3 separate regions of the Hordeum vulgare genome follow, and all the other regions are linked to region 2. The links are chromatin contacts, called in public Hi-C and HiChIP or PLAC-seq maps. All regions are on one chromosome and are shown on one strand. Each heading gives the region's core, a stretch centred on a gene start, on an enhancer-like site or on the middle of the called end of the contact. The rest is flanking DNA. Distances are from core to core; before and after follow the strand shown.

The links. Hi-C and Micro-C count contacts between places; a contact is called where the count stands out from the background. HiChIP or PLAC-seq counts read pairs in DNA pulled down with a chosen protein or histone mark.
Region 1: a contact with region 2 is called in an H3K4me3 HiChIP or PLAC-seq map of embryo, with 9 times the contacts expected there. The contact joins the promoter of LOC123401776 here to the promoter of LOC123402388 in region 2. A contact is called at or near these places in 1 of 6 Hi-C or Micro-C datasets (seedling) and 1 of 1 datasets of contacts at active chromatin or transcription factors (embryo).
Region 3: a Hi-C map of leaf shows a contact between it and region 2, with 9 times the contacts expected there. The contact joins the enhancer-like site here to the promoter of LOC123402388 in region 2. A contact is called at or near these places in 3 of 6 Hi-C or Micro-C datasets (leaf and seedling).

What each region holds. Positions count from the first base shown.
Region 1 is chr6H:400,388,647-400,391,809 of MorexV3_pseudomolecules_assembly, forward strand. It overlaps LOC123401776 (probable inactive leucine-rich repeat receptor kinase XIAO), which reads left to right and starts at 1,457. Exons shown (of 1, transcript XM_045095629.1): 1 at 1,457-3,163. The coding sequence starts at 1,837. The coding sequence ends at 3,129.
Region 2 is chr6H:400,962,965-400,966,406 of MorexV3_pseudomolecules_assembly, forward strand. It overlaps LOC123402388 (salt tolerance receptor-like cytoplasmic kinase 1), which reads right to left and starts at 2,143. Exons shown (of 2, transcript XM_045096301.1): 1 at 1,556-2,143; 2 at 678-1,469. The coding sequence starts at 1,907. The coding sequence ends at 775.
Region 3 is chr6H:400,306,434-400,309,618 of MorexV3_pseudomolecules_assembly, forward strand. No RefSeq gene overlaps it. Among protein-coding and RNA genes, the nearest start is that of LOC123401776, 82 kb to the right of the region's middle. Within about 2 kb of position 1,293, at least 3 of the 3 cell types and tissues checked have open chromatin away from gene starts, as enhancers often do. A contact at or near this core is called in leaf and seedling, where this site is marked.

The sequences.
Region 1 (3,163 bases), core at 207-2,706, 580 kb before region 2:
AACTATGACTTGTTACTTTTGAAGAATGTGATCTTCCAAACAATTAGGTGTGAGTTCAAAGAATCCAAGAGTAATTGTGGATCATCGACGAACACGTTTGTGAAGGTTTGAAGATCTACCTATAATGTCTCCAATGCGCCCCTAGTTTAGCATTCTTCATCTATTTTTACTTTGAGTAATTTGCATGTTGAGTGGAGAATTTGATTCTCCCTATCTTTGAGGGTTTCATGAATGCTTAGCTCGTATGCTATGCCTTGTATTTAGTGTTGTTGTATTACCGTGTTCACATGCTATATAATGTTCTAATGATTTTATTCTAGTTTTGATTGCATGCGTATCTTAGTTTTTCTTCCATCAGATTTACTTCCGTTCTGTTTACCGCATTGTTCTTTGAAGAAACAGTTTTTCAAAGAATTTCATGGAAATATGTGAGTCATCCCCTCTTTTTTATTACAAAAGGAGGATTATCCCCGGCCTCTGCATCTGTACGATGCATGCAGTCATTTTATTAATTATTCATAAAGACCTTACAAGTAATATATCAGTTTGTGCGAAGCCATCATTTTAACAACAACTGTCGCTACTCCTAACCACTTGATGAAGGGGTGCTGATAATTCGAGCCTAATTCCAAATAGACATCGCTCCAAAGCCTAACATGTAAAGCCGGTCATCCCCTCTGATCGATTAAGCATTCTTCTCCATCACAAGGACGTCACAAAAGATCATGTGGTTAATAGTGGGTTAATCCATTATCATGAGATGGTGAACATTCGTGTAATCCTCCAGCTTGTTTGGTTGACAGGTTGATCACTCGAAAACATTTATCTAATGCTTATTTCTTTTAGTTTAAAATTAATGAGTATGCTTGTGTGCATCAATGGATCAGAACAACTTTTTTTTTAAACAGAATACACATGCAAGTGCTCATATACACGTGCATACGTTCATTACTATAAGCACACACACGTACACCCTATTCCTATGAGTACCCCCGAAAGACTGATCCGGCATGCCATCTTGAAATTTACGAAGTTAACGTAGACGCCTTTTCGTCGACGGGAACGTCTTCTTTCACTGAAAGCGTATCGCTGAAAATTCTGAAATAAATCTAAAAATAAGGCAAGCACCAGGACTTAAATCCTGATGGATTAGAGACACCACGGTCCCTTTAATTATCCAACCACAGGTTGGTTTGCATGACGAGAACAATTTCATGCATTGTGCCAGCTTGTTATTGAAATAATTTTGGAATTGAGGAAACATCCATTAATTAATATTATTAGTAACTTTCCTTTTCTTATTTGCAGGTTTTAATGACGATGTATAATTTACTTCCTTATTTGTAGAAGTGTACTAAAAATCCATATTAGCCTAGCATTCGTGATAATGCTAGCTACTGGACCGTCACATTTGGTAGCACATTTCTCAATAAGATGATATTTGGATTATCGATAGTTTCCACTTTCATTCACGCCGTCACGGCGTCACACGGCACCTCGTGTCTAAACCGGACATGAGTGAACGGCACTCCACCGCTTTCTCCACTCCACTCTGGAATCATGGAACGCACCCAAGAGACAAAAGCTGTCATCACCATGACCTTCCAGCGTTAAACAAACCCCAAAACATAACAGTCCCTCGTTTTCCGGGCGCATACAGGCACGCCGCCCAATTAATTAGCACTCCGACGTAAGTAGTCCGGTGAACAGCTCACGCACCACACTGACCCCACTCGCTCAGAGCAGACCAAACCTCCAAGATTTAACGCCGCCGTCTTCAAAAGCCACCCACAGGGATCCCTCCCACCGTCTCCCTTCTCCTCGATCGATCCGAAGATGGCTTCTGCTGCCCGCGTGCTGCCACCAATGGCGCTGCTGGCGCTCTCTATCGTGCTCCAGCTCGCGGCGGCCGCGGTGTCGCCTCCCGGTCCCAGCCCCACCTTCCCGGGCGACACGGCCGCGCTGGCGTCGCTGAAATCCGCCGTGGACGCGGCCACTATCCCGTCCTACTCCTGCCTCGCCTCCTGGGACTTCGCCCGCGACCCCTGCACCGCCTTCACCTGCGGCGTCCACTGCTACACGCCCCCCAACTCGTCTCACCAACGCGTCGCCGGCGTCTCCCTCGACCCCGCGGGGTACTCCGGCACGCTCCCGGCGCCCGTCTTCGCCTCGCTCCCTTTCCTCGACACGCTGTCCCTCCGCGGCAACCGCTTCCACGGCTCGCTACCGGCGGGAGTGGCGCTGCCTCCGAGCCTCCGCATCCTCGTCCTCTCCGGCAACGCCTTCTCCGGCGACATACCGGCGTCCCTCTTCACCCCGGCCTCGTCGCTCCACGAGCTCGACCTCTCCCGCAACGCGTTCACCGGCGGGATACCGCCTCAGATCGCGTCCTTGGGCGCCCTGACGCGGATGGAGCTGCAGCACAACCGCCTCACCGGGAGCCTGCCGTTGATGGGCAAGATGCGTTCGCTCGTCCACTTCGACGTCAGCGACAACAAGCTGTCCGGCCCGCTGCTGGACGCGCCCGGGCGGCTGCCTCCGACGGTCGTGTCCGTCGTGGCGCGTGACAACAGGCTCTCCGGGCCGTTCCAAGCCGCGGCCTTCCATGCTCTCCCTGAGATGCAGGTGCTCGACCTCACAAACAATGCGGTTACCGGCGCGGTCCCCGGCGCCGCGTTCGAGCACCCGGCGCTGGGGCAGCTGCGGCTGGGATCCAACCAGCTCGGGACGGTCGAGGAGGCGTCGGACGGCGGCGCGTCGAGCCAGCTGCTGGAGGTGGACCTCAGCGGCAACAGAATCACCGGGCGGCTGCCCAGGTGTCTCGCGGCGATTCCGCGTCTCAGGACGGTGGGGCTCGACCGGAACCGGTTCGACGGAGGCGTGCCGAAGCAGTACGCCGTGCGGGCCGCGGCGGGGGAGGTCGTCGACGGGAAGGCGCCGTTTGCGAAGCTGATGCTGCAAGGGAACTACCTCTGCGGAGCCCTGCCGAGAGAGCTGAGGCAGATGAAGGAGGGCGGTGCCATGGTGAGCCTGGCGGATAATTGCTTGCTCAAGTGTCCGCACAAGTTCTTCTTCTGCCAGGGGCCGCCGCAGAAGAACCATGCCACATGTCCCAAGTGCGAACCATGAGAGGTTCCGTAATGTAGATAACGCATTCGTATGT
Region 2 (3,442 bases), core at 893-3,392:
AAAAAAATCCCAATCCAGGCCGTCATTAGGCTGTCGATTAGGGCGTCAACAGCAGCAACCGATCCACGAATTTTCGTGCGACTCCTTTCCCGTGACCGTGAGTGACTTGGTCATTTTCGTGCCTCCCCTTTTATAATCCACGCATGCATGGCACGACAGAGAGACGCGCGCGCACGCTCGTGCTTCTGCATTGCTCGTTTGCTCTCCTGCTTGCAATCATCCAAGCAGAAAAGAGGGAGAATAATAAACTGAACCACTGTTGGGGACTCGGCTGCAAGCAACGAGATGGATCTGTGTCCATTTGATCGGCAGGGGAGGAGGGAGTGCATGATGCATGGACGTGCATCCAAGCTGAGTAAACACAACACTTCTGACCATGGTGGATCACATGCATTCACTCAACGCAGCGAATGGCGGGATATCGGCTGAAGATCGACTTTGATTTCCTGAGGAGTAAACTCGCCTCAAACTCAAAGAGTCAAACTAGTACGGCCACAAGATCACATGGGTGGGTGTTTGTATTACTAGCTTATTAACCACGTAAGACGTAACCCCATGTATTATCTCAAACAAAAAACAACTGTGTAAGATCTACAAGCGGAATTGATTAATGAGCCACTACGTGCCGGCCTGCAACCCCATCCATGACATCACAAAAATTGTACGGGACTCCAATGTTCAACCGCTAACTGATCCACTTAAGTGAGAAAAAGTTTGCTGCCCTACCTAAGCATTTACACCCCTACGACAGTAGTACGTACGTATGGTACACCTTTACGAAACGACCGTCTTGCTGGCCGGCTTAGGCCCAACGGCGGAGATCAACGCCGACGTCTTCTCCTGGAGGACGCGCACCACGTCCGTCATGGAGGGCCGGAGCCCGGAGCTGGCGTTGATGCACTGCAACGCAAGCGCCGCCACGGTGACGGCCTCCTCGCGATCGTACGCGTCTCCCAGCCTCCGGTCCACCACGTCGGCCACTCTGCCCTCGCTGACCACGGGCGCCACGGTGACGGCGAGCCGGCAGCCCGTGTCCGCGCAGATGGCCTCCCGGCCGGTGACGAGCTCCAGCAGCAGCACCCCGAAGCTGTAGACGTCGCTCTTCTTGGTGGCCACGCCGGAGCGGAGGAAGAGCGGGTCGACGTACCCCGGGGAGCCCATGACGTGGCGCGCCGACGCCCTGGCGGCGGCGGCGGGGAGGACCGCGGCGGAGAAGCCGGCGTGTGCGAAGCCGAAGTCGCAGAGCTTGACGTCCATGTTGGCGTCGAGCAGGACGTTGGACGCCTTGACGTCGCCGTGGATGACCGCGGGGTCCTGGCTCTCGTGGAGGTACTCCAGCGCCATCGCCACCTGGAACGCGACGGCCATCCGCCGCGCCCACGGCAGCGCCGCCCGCTTCTGCCCGCTCCGGTGGAGCCTCTCGTGAAGGTCGCCGTTGGGGGCGTACTCGAACACCAACACGCCTTCCTCTGCACCCGGGAAACAAAACAAGATCAGCTACAGAGACACTCTAACTCTAGATGGTTGACCAAGACGTGGGTGGGTGTGTGTGTACCTCGTTCGTCACAGTAGGCGAGGAGGCGGACGACGTGGGGATGGCGCAGGGACAAGAGCACGTCGAGCTCGTGGCGGAAGAGGCGGTGGAGGCGCTCGCTGCTGCGCTGCACCTTGACGGCGCCGAGGCGGGAGGAGGTGAGCGAGGCCAGGTAGACGGTGCTGAAGCCGCCCTGGCCGATCACGCGGGAGGAGAAGCCGCCGGTGACCGACTCCACCTCGGCCCAATCGAGCCGCCTCGCCCGCCCGCTCTTGCCGCTCGGCTCGGCCGAGACGCGGGGGTCATGCGCAGGGGTCTCGCGCTCGCCGCCGCGGAGGCAGTCCAACAGCCCGCACCGGGGCAACATTGCCATTGCGCGCAGCAACACACGCACGCACACGCACCGTGCGTGGAGCGCCGAGGAGCGTCGTTGATGGAGATGCCTACTGCCTACTGGAATGGAATACAGTGCTAGATCGGAAAGAGGCTGCCCTCCCGTCGCTGTTCTTGCTAGGTAGGAGCGCGTATTTTCCTCCCTGGCTGCGCTTGGGAGATGCCTGCGCCTGCGGGAGAGGGCCCGGTCAAAGAATGGCCACTGGACTCCGTTGTTATATACTCCTACTACGCGAGCTGTCAGTCGCATCCTTGGGTGGGGCTCCACTAATCATTGTGCGTAAAGAAAGGTCTAGGCATGCTTTGAGATGCGTGATATATGCCTCTGCAGTCCTGCCTGGGTACCCCTATCGGCATGTGTTTTTTTCGGCAACCCTTAAGAAAACATTCTCGAATTCCTGATTGGACTGTTGAGGGAGAGGTGGGTGCTTCATTTCGACAGGTATTTCCATCTGTCAACCAACAGTGGGCGCGCGCGCGCGCGCGCTAGATCGGACGCACGGAGCGTGACGTCCTACCGGCGGGCGGCACCAAGTGGCGGGGCCTGTTCCATTTAACAAAGCATTTCTGATGGGATCTCTCATCCCGTTCCCAGGGCAAGTGCGTTCTATACTGTACGTACAGTACGTACCAAAAGATCCCGAACGGAGATGGAGCAGTCGTGGAGCAGACAGGAGCAACGGGCCAATGGGAAATCGACTTTCGAGTTTCGACGGACGTGCTTGCTTTTACTGCGCTGCAAAAGGTACGTACCGTTGTGCGGCCGGCCAACACATGGCACTGTGAACCCACTATCCAGTATCCAGATCCTATCCTACTTGCTGCCCATTACTACTAGTTTATTACGAGAGCCTCCGTATGGCTGTCGACGGATTTACTGCGCGCCAGAGGGCCCGCCCATAGTGCGATGCAGATCCTGCTACCGTCCGTGGATTTCTGCTTTTTCACAGTGGAGCACGGCAGTATGCATTGCATCTTATTATCCTACCCAAACCCAACGACTACTGTGTTGGTTAGAAATAAACATTTCAGAGACGATTGGCATACGCGTGTATGCAGTATGAACACCGCTAGGACAAGCACATGCGGGCCCGAGCACGCGCTTCGGACGTTGACTAGGAAAGGCACAGATCCATGACTGCACAAGAGCTCCGACCCTAGGGCGACAAACTACTCGTGGTGCTTGACTTCACAGCATATTGTGTATGTCAAACGCATCATCGTCACGCCTTTGTAGTTAGGACGTGTTTGGTAGCCGTAGTTGCTGGAACCGGCCAGTGAAGCCTGCATGAACAAGGTCTGGCTGAGGTAAAAAAAACAGACACAAAACTAATATTTATATATAGTTTGGTTCTTTACATATACTTTAGGCTGCATGAGATGTCATTCTAGGCATGCCGTTTGTAGTGATGGAGCGAGCGTGTAGGCACGATGGGCCGTGGCCCATTCAGAATTTGGAGTTTTTTTAGTATGTATTAATTTTGCTCAAAAGATTATGTTGAGTATTTTTTCTTG
Region 3 (3,185 bases), core at 43-2,542, 660 kb before region 2:
GTTTTAGGAAAACTCCATCAAACAAAACGAGCCATTTAAATAAAAGTCCGCCTATTGCAAACAATAAAAGAAACCGGGATGAAAATAAAGAAAACAAAAGGAAAACGAAATGGAAAACGAAAAACAAAAATAAGAAAAAGGAAAAGCAGAAAGGGGAAACAAGTAATAAAAGAGAGAACAAGTTCATTTTTATCAGATCCCATGTGGGTGGCGTGGTGGTTACACCATGTAATTTTCGCAAGGTTTGTCGCCGGTTCGAATCATGTTCAACTAAATTTGTTTTAGTCTATTAAAAATATAGAAAAGAAAGTCTAGATGGGCTGTCCCAACTCATGTGCATGTAGGCGTCGGTTTGCATAAAAGCGAAGGAACTGGTGCGTGTGGTGCTAAATAGGAAAAGCCTTTCCATGCACCTGTTCACAAACAGGTGCGTGTAGCGCAACCCTCCACTAGTACGAGATGGGCCCGCCCATCTAACGTCTATTTTACTCACTAAAACGTTTAGAAAAAGGACGCAGTGGGAGTCCGAACCAAGGACCAGTTCCTTCAGAGCGAGCGACACCCACCACTACGACATTTATGACTACCTGTTACAAACTTGTTTTCTCTGTTTTTATTTGTTCCTCCGGTCGCGGGAATCCTTCAATTTTGGAAAGATTCCACAAGCTTGCCTAACTGTTTTTACCCGATTCTCTGGTCATTTGCAGGGATGTTTTATTCAGTTTTATTTTTTCATTTTATCTTTTATTTTAATGCATGTGTTTTTTCTTTCAAATTTTTTATTTTATTCAAAATTTATGATTTTCTTTGCCGAAAAAATTAGATGAACATTTTTGAAATGTGGTGAACTCTTTTAAAAATTGACTAACTTTTTTCAAAATGAGATGAACTTTTTTCAAATTTAATGAACTTTTTTCAAAATGCGATTAATGTTTTTAAAAAATTGTTTAACTATTTCCAAATTTATTACCTTTTTCAAAATTGATGAACTTTTATCAAATTTAATAAATAAATTCAAATTTTACGATCCTTTTTTCAAATCAAGTGAACCTTTTTCCATCTTATTTTTTTTAAATTGGTGAACTGTTTGAATAAACAGTAAAACGAAATAGTAAATGTGGAGGTGCTAGACTTGAAACAGTCATAAATGGGACAAACTTGAAACAGACCCAAACAGTAAACATGCACGCGCCAAGCTAGCTAATCGAAGCTTAAGGCGCCGACTAGGGCCTCCCTTTAAACTGACGGATAAAAAAGAGACCATATGGGCCGGGCCCATATAGAAGCGCCTTCATGTGCCCGATTGCAAATGGGTGTTGATCGGTTGTGCTCCCTGAAGGCTTTTGTACTTGGTCGACCAATATAATCGACTGTGATCGCTCGTATGCATTGTCTTCTGCGCGTACGCCGGCTTAGCAAGAAAACAATATCCTTCTTTGCTGTGTTTTAGGTTTCAGCATTCACTGGTTGACCATTGAATTTTGAAAAAAATATCAAGTGACAACGTTTAGAGAAATTGAAAAGGTTCATTTTAGGAAAAAAATCATAATTTTGCAAAAAGTTGATGAACTTCAAAATATTCATTGAAAAAATTAGCGGAAGTAGAGAAAGTTAATGAATTAAAAACGATTCATAAAAAAATCATGGATTTCGAAAAAAGTCATGTAATTGTTTTATAGAAATCAATAAAAAATGCGTATTCTTAAAAAATTCATGAAATTGTGTTAAAAAATCATGAAGCCAAAGAAGTTAAAATCTAGCCATGTAGAATTCCTGAAATTATGTTAAAAATATATGAAGTTGTGTTATAAAAAATCATGAAGTTGGAGAAGTTAAAATTGTGGTAAAAATATATTCATGCGGAATTCGAGTAGATAAATGATAAAAACAAAAAGTTTGATGTGACATGTTATCCATGATGTAACCTTATGCATGTATGCTCATTGAGAAAAGATGAATCAACAAATATTAACACACCAATACTTATAGATATAAGCAGCAAAACCATTAATCTTTCAAAGTATACGATCCTCAAAGATTTATTTTACTCCTATCCATCTTATTATATTAGCAAGGTATGGCTCCATCTTTACTATATTAAATACAAATGTTAAGCACCACGCTGTTCAAGTCAAGCAATTGGATCATGCTTTTTCAATATGTATCAACTTTTTATTCTTCACGCAATACATGAGCTTGAACCATTGAACATAACATAAAGACGGAATAGAATATGGTAGTAGGTTTCAAAGGAGTAAAAGTGGAGAAGATAGTCTCACATCCACTTGGCCTATCAGCGGGCTATGGAGATGCCCGTTGATAGATATCGATGCAAGGAGTACGGATTGCCATGCAAATGATGCCCAAGAGCTATAAGTGTATGAAAGCTTCGCTGGAACTAAGTAAGGTGTGCATCCAACTTGGTTGCTCATGAAGTCCTCGGACATTTGAGGAAGCATGTCATCAGAATATACAAGCCAAGGTTATGAAAAAGTGATTCTTACTAGCATATGTACGATATAACATGAGACTCTCTATATGAAGAACAAGGTGCCACTTACAGGCACAAGTGTGGTAAAGGATAGTAGCAAAGTCCCTTCCCTCTTTTTCTCTCATTCATTTTTTCATTTTTTTCATTTTTCATTATGGTGGGCCCATTTGCCCCGCCCCATTTTTATTTCCTCACTAGGACAATGTTTTAATAATGATGATCGTCACACTTTTATTTACTTACAACTCAATACGAAAACGGATGTGACGATATGACTATGTATGAATGCCTCTGGCAGTGTACCGGGATGTGTAATGATCTAGCGTGACATGTATCAAGAATATGATGAATGGTGGCTTTTCCACAAATACTATGTCAGCTCTATATGATCATGCAAAGCATTATGATGATGAACGAACTAGTCATGTGAAGTGATGATGGCATTTGCATGGCAATATATCTTGGAATGGCTATGGAAATGCCATGATAGGTAGGTATGGTAGCTGTTTTGAGGATATAAAAAGGTTTATGTGCAACAGAGTGTGTCATGTCACGGGGTATGGATGCACCGGCAAAAGTTGCACCGATCCTCAAGGTGAGAACGGGCGATGCACGATACCGAAGAGGATTGCAAATATGAGGGGGTGTGATTACGTATGTCCATGGTGTCACATTAGTCCTGAAGAACTCATGT